2 separate regions of the Sus scrofa genome follow, and region 1 is linked to region 2. Evidence: chromatin contacts called from public HiChIP or PLAC-seq data. All regions are on one chromosome and are shown on one strand. The core of a region is the stretch at or near the end of the contact, and the rest is flanking DNA. Distances in the headings are between cores, read along the strand shown.

Region 1 (4,693 bases), core at 1,164-3,663, 110 kb before region 2:
TTTCTCATTCTGTTTACAAACAGATCTCCCCTGGATCCCTAATCTGAGTTCCTTTTCTGTGTAGTATTGACTGTCACTGTTAAAGAGACTGATTCGTGGGTGAGAAAGAAGAGGAATTTCAGATATTCCGAAGGATCCTTTTGCATGAAGATATTTCTGCATCAAAAGAACAGTGCTCCCCGAGGGCCTGGGAGGCAGGTAAACAAAATCAACTTGTGGTTTAAACAAGGGAATTTCCTAGGATTCATGAAAATAGTGAATAAACAGGGTCTGATGAAACGGTGACAGGGTATATCTGAGATGATATTTGGGGACACTTTTAATTAGGACCTCCAGAATTTGGTGTCAATGAGAGGAGAGGTTTGCTCCCATGAACAGCTTGTTTCTGGGAAGGGTGACACCCAGCCGCAGCTGGGGGAAGAAGAAAGCTCAGTAGAACAAGGGAAGCGTGACTGGGCAGGTTTGTTTTTGGCAAAAGGCATTTATTGCATAAGGCGGAGGGCCCCCTCTGGATCTGATGCTGTACCAGTCCACGCCAGCAAGGACGTTCAGTCGTGCAGCAAAGAGAAGTCCAACAAAGAACATGAGCAAGTAAGGTCTTAAAAACACCTCTAGAGAGGGATCAGTGCGGCAGGGCTCAGAGAATGAAGTCATATCCAGGGCTAGGGGCAGGGCTGGCCTCAAAGAGAACGTAGGATTCAAGATGAGACTGAAAGCACAGCTAGGATTTCATCAGACAGAGATGCAGATGATGCACTGACGTCCAAGCACAGAGCACAAGCAAAGAAACAGATGGGAAACAGAATGGTGTTTCAAGAAAGTCGTGAACAGCAGAGTGGGAACAAGACACGGGGGGCATAGTGTAGGAGTCTCCCAAGTGCTAGGCTTGAGGAGTTTGTTCTTATTTCAGTAGAAAAAGGAACATTGGAGTAAGGGAAGGACGTGACCAAGAAGGCTGTTTTAAGACTTGGGTCTGGCAGTAGTAAGTTTGCAATGGAAAGGAACTAAGATCGGTTGAGCACTTAGATATTTCACATATGTTACCCCCATTAAATCCTCACACCCTGAAAGAGGGATGACACCTGCTTTACAGATGAGGAGATGAAGCCTCGGAGGGATCAAGAAATTAAAGTCACCGTGGACATAAAGGGCAGAGATGGGACCCCAACTCCAAAGCCGCCTTCCTTTCTACCATACCTTGCTACCTGGGGGGAAGGGCTGCAGGTGAAAAGACCATTTCAGAAACTGTCATTAACAATCTAAGCAACAGGTGGTTTTGGCCAAAACTCAGATGGTATAGCTTTGGGAATGGAAAGGACATAAACTGAAGAAGCATCAAAGGACAGTCTAGGGAATGCGGCAAGGAAATTACATGCCTAGGAAGAATCTGAATAACACCTCGCCTTGAAGCCTCAGGAGACAAGGAAGCCATTAACAGAAACAAAGAGTCTGGAGAAAGACTGTGCAGGCAAGGCTCAGCTCACTTAGGATCGAGTTTTGCGAGAGCCATGGTCAGGCAGTCTCAACCGAAGAGGTGGCAGACCTCTGCTGGGAAGTGAGAATTGAAGACAAAAAATAAATGAGCAAATATGAAACAGGACTTTAGAAAATGCCTACATTTAGGAGGTGAGATGATAGAGGATACATTCTAAAAAGAAGATTCTGGATCATGCCGCCACCAGAATCAAAAGCAGGGGAGAATTTCAAGGCAGTGACCCACAGGGTCAGGAGTTGAGCAGCAGGAACGCTGGTGGCCTCAGTTTGCAACACGGCAGGGGAGCTCTGGGTGTCCAGGATGGTGGTTGCAGGGAGCCTGGGGCACACGCCAGACTGAGGCACCGAGGAATCCTTAGGATTGCGAGACTGGGCAAGCCTTAGGCCAAGGTGATCAGAAGGAAGGCGCCAGGACCCAGTGAGAGAAGGAAGATGCAGGAGAGAGAACAGGTAATGAATGGAACCAAAACCCAGGGCTGAGGTCCTGGGGATGGAGGGAGAAAAGAGTGCTTTCCCTTTTTTTCCTTTCACACCTACAGAAAACCTGTTATACTGATTTGGCTCTTCTTACAAATCAGCATTTATTGTGCTATGTACCCCTAACTTGGAACGGAACTAGCAAACCACGATAAGTAACAATGAGCCCTTTTCTGGTCTATTTTAAGGACAAATGCTGCTGTTTGGCGATGGGATCTGCTCGTGTTTAAACTAGAAGCGGGGGGCGGGGGGAGCAGAACCCCTCTCTAACCTGGCTGGATAGTTTTATTACTATTTAAAGCATCCCTTTCAGCGATTTAGGAAACATTAATGCGTGCTGGCTAATGTCGGCTGGAAACCGAAAGTCTGACAGCAGCTCTCAGCCAATCCTGAGATTTGGTGAGGATTTTTATTTTGGTCGTCCTGAGCCTACTGTAACTGGGGCGGCTGAGTTGCTATGGTGATTTGTTCTCCAAACAGAGGGCTTTGCCGCAGTACCTTGAAACAGCAGATCAATCTACTTTATGTTGACTTGATCATGATATTAATTCTAGTTGAAACCTCCCCCAGGCTCCCATCAGGACTTGTACGCAGGAATTTTAAATCCGGGTCCAAGAGGCATCGTCTTTTTAAAGCCAGGCCCTCACAATTCCTGCCCCCGAGACTGCAGGCTCACAGTCAAAAGCTCCGGGGTCAGGGGTGGGGGGGACTGCAGTTGGAGGAAGGTTCATCATTGAAGCAATTATGTGCTTAATCGCTGCAGCGTGGGCACCGGCTGCAAGTTGTGACTCATTCCCCACTCTGTCACTAATAATTGGGGGCGGTGGACAGGATGCACAGAAAACTCAGCTGCTTTTTCCCGAGTTCCTCTTGCAAATCTGGAAGTCGCTGAGATCCGTCCTTGAAGCAGGGGAGAAAGGCCGACCTCAGCTCCACGACGTGGCCCTGCCTGTCTCCACCGGTAGGGGGCCCCATTGAGTCACCGGACTCTATAAGGATGACTGCACTTTGAATGGGGGTGTAGCTGCCTCTGGGTCTTGCCCAACGGTGACGCGGGAGAGGAAAAAAAAAAAAAAAAAGGAGCTGCCTGATTTCCAGCGTGACTCATTATAAACAAACGGAGGACAGATTGACTGCCTCTTATCAGAGCCTGAGTATGAGCCCCAGGACTGAGGGTGAGTCATACTGGAAGTCCCGTCTTTTGTTGGTCAGAGGGATTGTTCTCCCTGCGGAAGGGGTGGATTTGCTGAGTGGGGGATGGGGGTGCTAAGGGATCACTTCAATACCATCAGTGACCCCAAGGTGAGCCCTGGGCTCCTAGTGAGATCCAATTCCCTCAAAACCAAAAAAGTTTCCAAACTGAAGATAAAAACTGGCCATACCCACAAGAAAACTCATTTGGAGTTCATGGAATGTCCGGAATCTTGCATTGATGGTGTCACAACATACACATATGCCAGTTATCATCAAAGTATACATTTTAAGTACTGCTGTGTGTTGTATGTAAATTACACTGCAAAGTTTTTGGTCTTTTGGGGGGGGGGCACACCATGCAGAATTTCCTAGATCAGGGATAGAACATCACCACAGCAGTGACAACACTGGATCCTTAACAGCTAAGCCACCAGGGATTTTTAAGAAATACAGTTTGGTGAGGGGGAAAAAAACCTGGCCAACCCATTTTTATGGTGGTTTACCCTGAAGCTCTGCGTACACTCCCTCACTGCCCCATCCATACCCATCTATTGCCTTGTATTTGGGTGCAAACCCCGAGGGTACACACCTGAAGCGATCATGAAGTCATACCATCTAAGGCTGGTGTGCTGATCCCACACGCCCAGAGTGTGTGTAATAGGTGAGTTATTTATTTTCACTGACCCAAGACGGGGGATCAGTAAAGCCTAGGTTGGCAAAAGATTTGAAAGGAGGCAGACGCTGGGTAGCAAAGGCAAAAAGAAGGACCTTGCATGTACCTGCCCCCACCCGCTGCTCCCAGCAGCCTCGAGACTGGAGACGCCATGTGTTTACGCCCCAGGTACCTTCCTTCTCATTTCAGCAAATACAAGTCAGGTCAAGCCCACAGCGAAACTGCAGGAGCTTTGGCGATGGGCGGTGCCCATAGAGCCCGCACACGTGAAATGACTTAACACTCGGACCCCAGCAAACCCGCAAGCAAGTTAATTTAGGGGGAAGTGAACACGTGTGCTTAGGTGGCCAAAAAGAAGGAGCGGTTTGGCAGGAGGGGCTCATCAAGAGTCACCATGAAGGGAAGAGCAGCCCAGATGCTTGTAGATGTAAACGACCTCAGTTGGGGAAATATGAATATGTGTTTCTGCGTGGACTAGCCCAGGATCTTCTTCTGAAAAGTATGTGATGTTTTTCTCCTTCCAGATAACATGCCCCGTTGTGAGCAGGAAAAGTCACTTTTCCTTCCTCTTGCTATAGAGTCTCTTGCTAATTCCAGCTTCTGGCTGATAACCTTATGGGTAAGGTCTTAATTATTTCTTTCATTGTCCCATATGCCTGTTCCTGCTGCTGTCTGTTGGTGAATGAATTCAACGGACACAACAAAATGATTTGGGAAATTTGTCATCACTATGAGAGAGGGTCATTAATGTAGGAGAGCTTTGTCTTAATCACCCAGTCTCTCTATCACTAAATCTGTGTGTGTGTGTGTGTGTGCGCGCGCACGTGTGCTATTTTCTGACTCGCTGGATTCTGT
Region 2 (4,102 bases), core at 251-2,750:
ACTTACACTATGCTGCAAGCTCCAGAATGAGTATTTGCATTGAAGAGTTGAGAGCAGGGAGGATTTTTATGGGGGGGATGTGCATTTTGAGCACCAGGCTCTACCTTGAGGTTCTCTCATCTGGTTCTTGTGGCGACTCTGTGAGCCTAGATAAAGTCACCCCAGTTTTGGAGACGAGAAGGCCTCTGTTTCGAGATGTGTCCTTGGGCCCTCAGTTAGTATGTTAAAAAAGAAAGCCCCTGACTTGAATCCAGATCTCTCCTTCTTGTGTACACCAGAGAGCCTTGTGGTTGTAAGAATGTTTCCATTACTGTGGGCAAGTGAAATGTGGGGTGGAATGAAGACACAGCTGCTTTATACCACCATCACCATCGTTCTTAAGCATCTTCTTTATTTCTAATGTTCTTCAACATTAACTGGTGAAGTTTCGGAGCCTGCCAGGGCGTCTGGCTCATTGTGTTCAATACAACATAGGCTTGTTTAATTTAGCAGCGCTCTGAGATGAAAGGTTCATGACGGCCAAGTACAAACAGACCTGCTGTGGGATGTTAATTCTGTTATACGGAGAGAATGCTTGTGTTTCCTTGCTCTCTGCTAATAAAGAAGCTGGCACATTTTCTCATTAGTTAAGAAGGACTTTGACTTGTTTAAATCTGTGTAATCAGAGGGAAGTGAGCAGTTCTGATAAACATTTTTTCTTTGTGCAGTCTTTGGTTAATTCCATTTCATACCTGCCAGCGAATTACAGTTTGTGGGCTCTCTTGTTCTTTCCTCTTTTTACTTTGGATTTGATTTATGGTTGGTCGCTATAGGGATTTGGTGGTAGGAAAACAAATCATTTTCCTTTGAAGAGACTGTGTTTTTTTTACGACAGGTTATTTTGTAGCTGGCCAAGTGATTCAGTCAGCCCCACCCCCACCTCCTGCACAGAGGTGTCACTCTATGACTTTGTGCAGTCATTTTTTTCCCATAATAGCTCTATTGAGGTGTAATTCACATGCCATAAAGTTCACCTGATGAAGCATACAATTCTGGATTTTTGTATACTCACAGAATTGTGCACCGCTCCCCCCTGTCTAATTCCAGAACCCTTTCATCACTCCAAAGAGAATCCCCATCCCCAGTAGCAGTCTCTTTCCATTCTTCCCTCTCTTTAGCCCCTAGCAACCACCATTCTGCTTTCTACGTCTATGCATTTATTCATAGAAATGGAATCTTACCATATGTGTGATCTTTTGCATCTGAGTCCTTTCACTTAGCCTGTTTTTGAGGTTCAGTCATGTTGTAGCATGTGTCAGAATTCCTTTTTTATTGCCAAATAATGCTCTATTGAGTGGACATACCACATTTTGTTTATTCATCCACCGAGGGCCATTTGGTTGCTTTCCCTGTTGGGGCTATTAAATGAATAGTGCTGCTGTGAACATTTATGCACAGGGTTTTGGGTGGACATCTGCTGTCACGTCCATGGATATATACCTAGGAGTAGAATTGCTGGGTCTCATGGTGATGCTATATTTAGCTTGTTGAGGGACTGCCAAACTGTTTTCCCAAGTGGCTGTACTATTTTGCATTACCATCAGCAAGTTAGAGGATTCCACTTTCTTCACATCTTTGCCAGCATGTGTTATTACCCTGTTTTGTTTTGCTTTTCATAGTAGCCATTGCAGTGGGTGTAAAGGGTATCTCACGGTAGTTTTGATTTGCATTTCCCTCATGGCTAATGATGTTGAACATGGGTTTCTTGGCCATTCGTATATCTTTTTTAGAGAAATGTCTATTCAAATTCTTTCCTCATTTTAAAAATTGGATTGCCTTTTTATTGTTGAGTTATAATATTTCTTGTATATTCTAGATACGCACACATGAGCACCCCCTCACATATATCCTTGTCAGATAATATGAATTGTAGAGTTTTTTTCCCCATTCTGTGGTTTGTCCATATTGATGCTGGAGCCACTGTCCAGCAGGGGGAGGGTGATGTGGCTCTTCTGGCCACTGTATTACGAATGCTGGATGTCAGGGCCAAGCCCAGAGACAGAGACCCATTAGGCTGCTCCCCTAGTCCAGTAAGAGTTGATGAGGACCTGAGCTGGGGCACTTGTGGCAGAGTTGGATAAGACAGGCCGGAAACGTGTAGGAGCTATTTGTCAGGAATCCTGGCTACAAGTAACAAACCCCTTCTCAAAATAGCTTAAATTATAAGGGGATTCACTGGAAGGTTCCTGGAGAAGTTCATGAAAGTTATGAAATGCGGCACAAACCAGGGCAACCCCGGGCACTCCCGGGTTTAGAAGAGGTCGCTCATCACAGGGACTCTGGCTCCCATCGCTGGCCCCTCAGGCTTCCCCACAGGGCAGGGGCTGTCTTCATGCTCTGCAGCCAAGAGGAGGAAGGAGGTGCTCTCTCCCAGCTTCAGTTTTTAAGGTCCCAGGGGCTCTCTTGGCCTTAGGTTTTGTGCCTTCCCCAGGCACTGGGGTCACCATCACACTGGGGGTTCCCAGAAGAAGTGGGGGAAGGTGGTTCTGGGCGGAGCCAACCATGCACATCTACTCTGGGAACAGCGACTTTGAGAAGACTGAGGAGGATGGGGGGATTAAGAATGCCTCCGCATTCGTGACGCTGGCGACCTGTGACGGCACTGTTTCCACCCAAGAATAGGGGTTCGGGGCCTAGCAGAGTGGAGGGCAGTGAGTAAACTGAGTTTAGTTTTGACCAGATGAGACATAGAACTAATCACAGTTTGTGTGTTGCATGTTTTTATGATCCTGTGATGGGTTTGGCTTTCTTCACAATTAGAAGAAACAGATGCTGTCTTGTTTTCTTTACTCTGAACCCTCCGGAGCCCAGCATACTATACTTGGCACATAGTAGGTAATCAGGAAATAGCTGCTTGAGTGCATTCAGGCGAACATGTTCAGCAGGCAGCCGGATGGACAGTTTGGATCTCAGGTGAGGGCAGGAAATAAGGATTTGGGAGTTAGTGGTATAAGGCTCGATAGTAGACAGGCTTTGTGAGGTGACCTTACTGGCAGAGGAACTGTTGTGAGCATTCACATGTTGTACAGACCAGAGTTTTCATGTCCAGGTAAGAAAATTATGCCTTTTCCTTTTTTTTTTTTTTTTTTTTTTTAAACCATTGCCCTACTTAGTTATTTAATGACAGTCCTGCTAATTATTTTTTTAAAATTTGCGATTAGAATTACATTTGTGTTAAGTAGGGAAATAAAGGTGATAAAAACAGAGATTCTGTTTCCTTTTAAGAATAACTGACTCATAGGATGAAACCTTGGATATGATTTCAGATCCCTCCTGTAAACCCTCACAAAAGATGTTTATAAAACACTTGGAACAATACAGATTGTACTAAGAAAATGTGCTTTGATCAACTCTGGAGATACAAAGCAGGGAACTTAATAAATCAAGTCCTATTTGTGAATGGAAAGGACTGGAAGTTCACCTTAAAAGTAAGAATTCAGTTCATGTCACAACTTAAATTTTGTATTCTGAATAGCAGATGTTAATGTAGTTTCATTTTTTATATAAAAAAATATAGTGAATTCCAGATTTCAGATGTTGGCATCTTGAAATCTGACTCCTGATTCCTATCTCTTAATAGCCATTGGAACACTAATCTAGAAATGGAATTTGACTTTGGTTTTTTACCCTTTAATTTTGAAGTGAGTGTGCTTCCAGGTCTCTTTTCCAACTCTGTATTCAAGAAAACCAAACCACTGGTAGCTTGGACATGGCATCATTTTTATTATTTAAATATTAGAAAAATAGAGTTGTGTTTATCTGAAGCAATAGTATGTTGACACTTGGGAGAGGTGGTTTCTTTGGCTTTTGTGCTTTTTTCCTTCATTTTAAGGCATAAATACAAATGTATAACTTTTGTGGGCTAAACTCGCTCATCCTACCCCCTTGCCATATGACAAAATGTTATAGTAAGTTGCATGTGTTTTAAATGCCTTTTTTGTTTATTGCCCAGATTCTTTTTTTTTTTTTGTCTTTTGTTGTTGTTGTTGTTGCTATTTCTTGGGCCGCTCCCGTGGCATATGGAGGTTCCCAGGCTAGGGGTCTAATCGGAGCTGTAGCCACC

What was found. HiChIP or PLAC-seq counts read pairs in DNA pulled down with a chosen protein or histone mark.
Region 1: a contact with region 2 is called in an H3K27ac HiChIP or PLAC-seq map of skeletal muscle. The contact joins two enhancer-like sites. A contact is called at or near these places in 14 of 47 Hi-C or Micro-C datasets (alveolar macrophages, brain, embryonic fibroblasts and 7 more) and 2 of 2 datasets of contacts at active chromatin or transcription factors (alveolar macrophages and skeletal muscle).

What each region holds. Positions count from the first base shown.
Region 1 is chr3:29,259,856-29,264,548 of Sscrofa11.1, reverse strand. It overlaps LOC106509690 (a long non-coding RNA gene), which reads left to right. Exons shown (of 4, transcript XR_002342411.1): 1 at 1-3,146; 2 at 4,363-4,457. Among named protein-coding and RNA genes, the nearest start is that of MKL2, 22 kb to the right of the region's middle. Within about 2 kb of position 2,413, at least 47 of the 83 cell types and tissues checked have an H3K27ac peak or open chromatin away from gene starts, as enhancers often do. A contact at or near this core is called in skeletal muscle, where this site is marked.
Region 2 is chr3:29,149,964-29,154,065 of Sscrofa11.1, reverse strand. All of the region lies in intron 2 of MKL2 (MKL/myocardin-like protein 2), which reads left to right. Among named protein-coding and RNA genes, the nearest start is that of MKL2, 88 kb to the left of the region's middle. Within about 2 kb of position 1,500, at least 11 of the 83 cell types and tissues checked have an H3K27ac peak or open chromatin away from gene starts, as enhancers often do. A contact at or near this core is called in skeletal muscle, where this site is marked.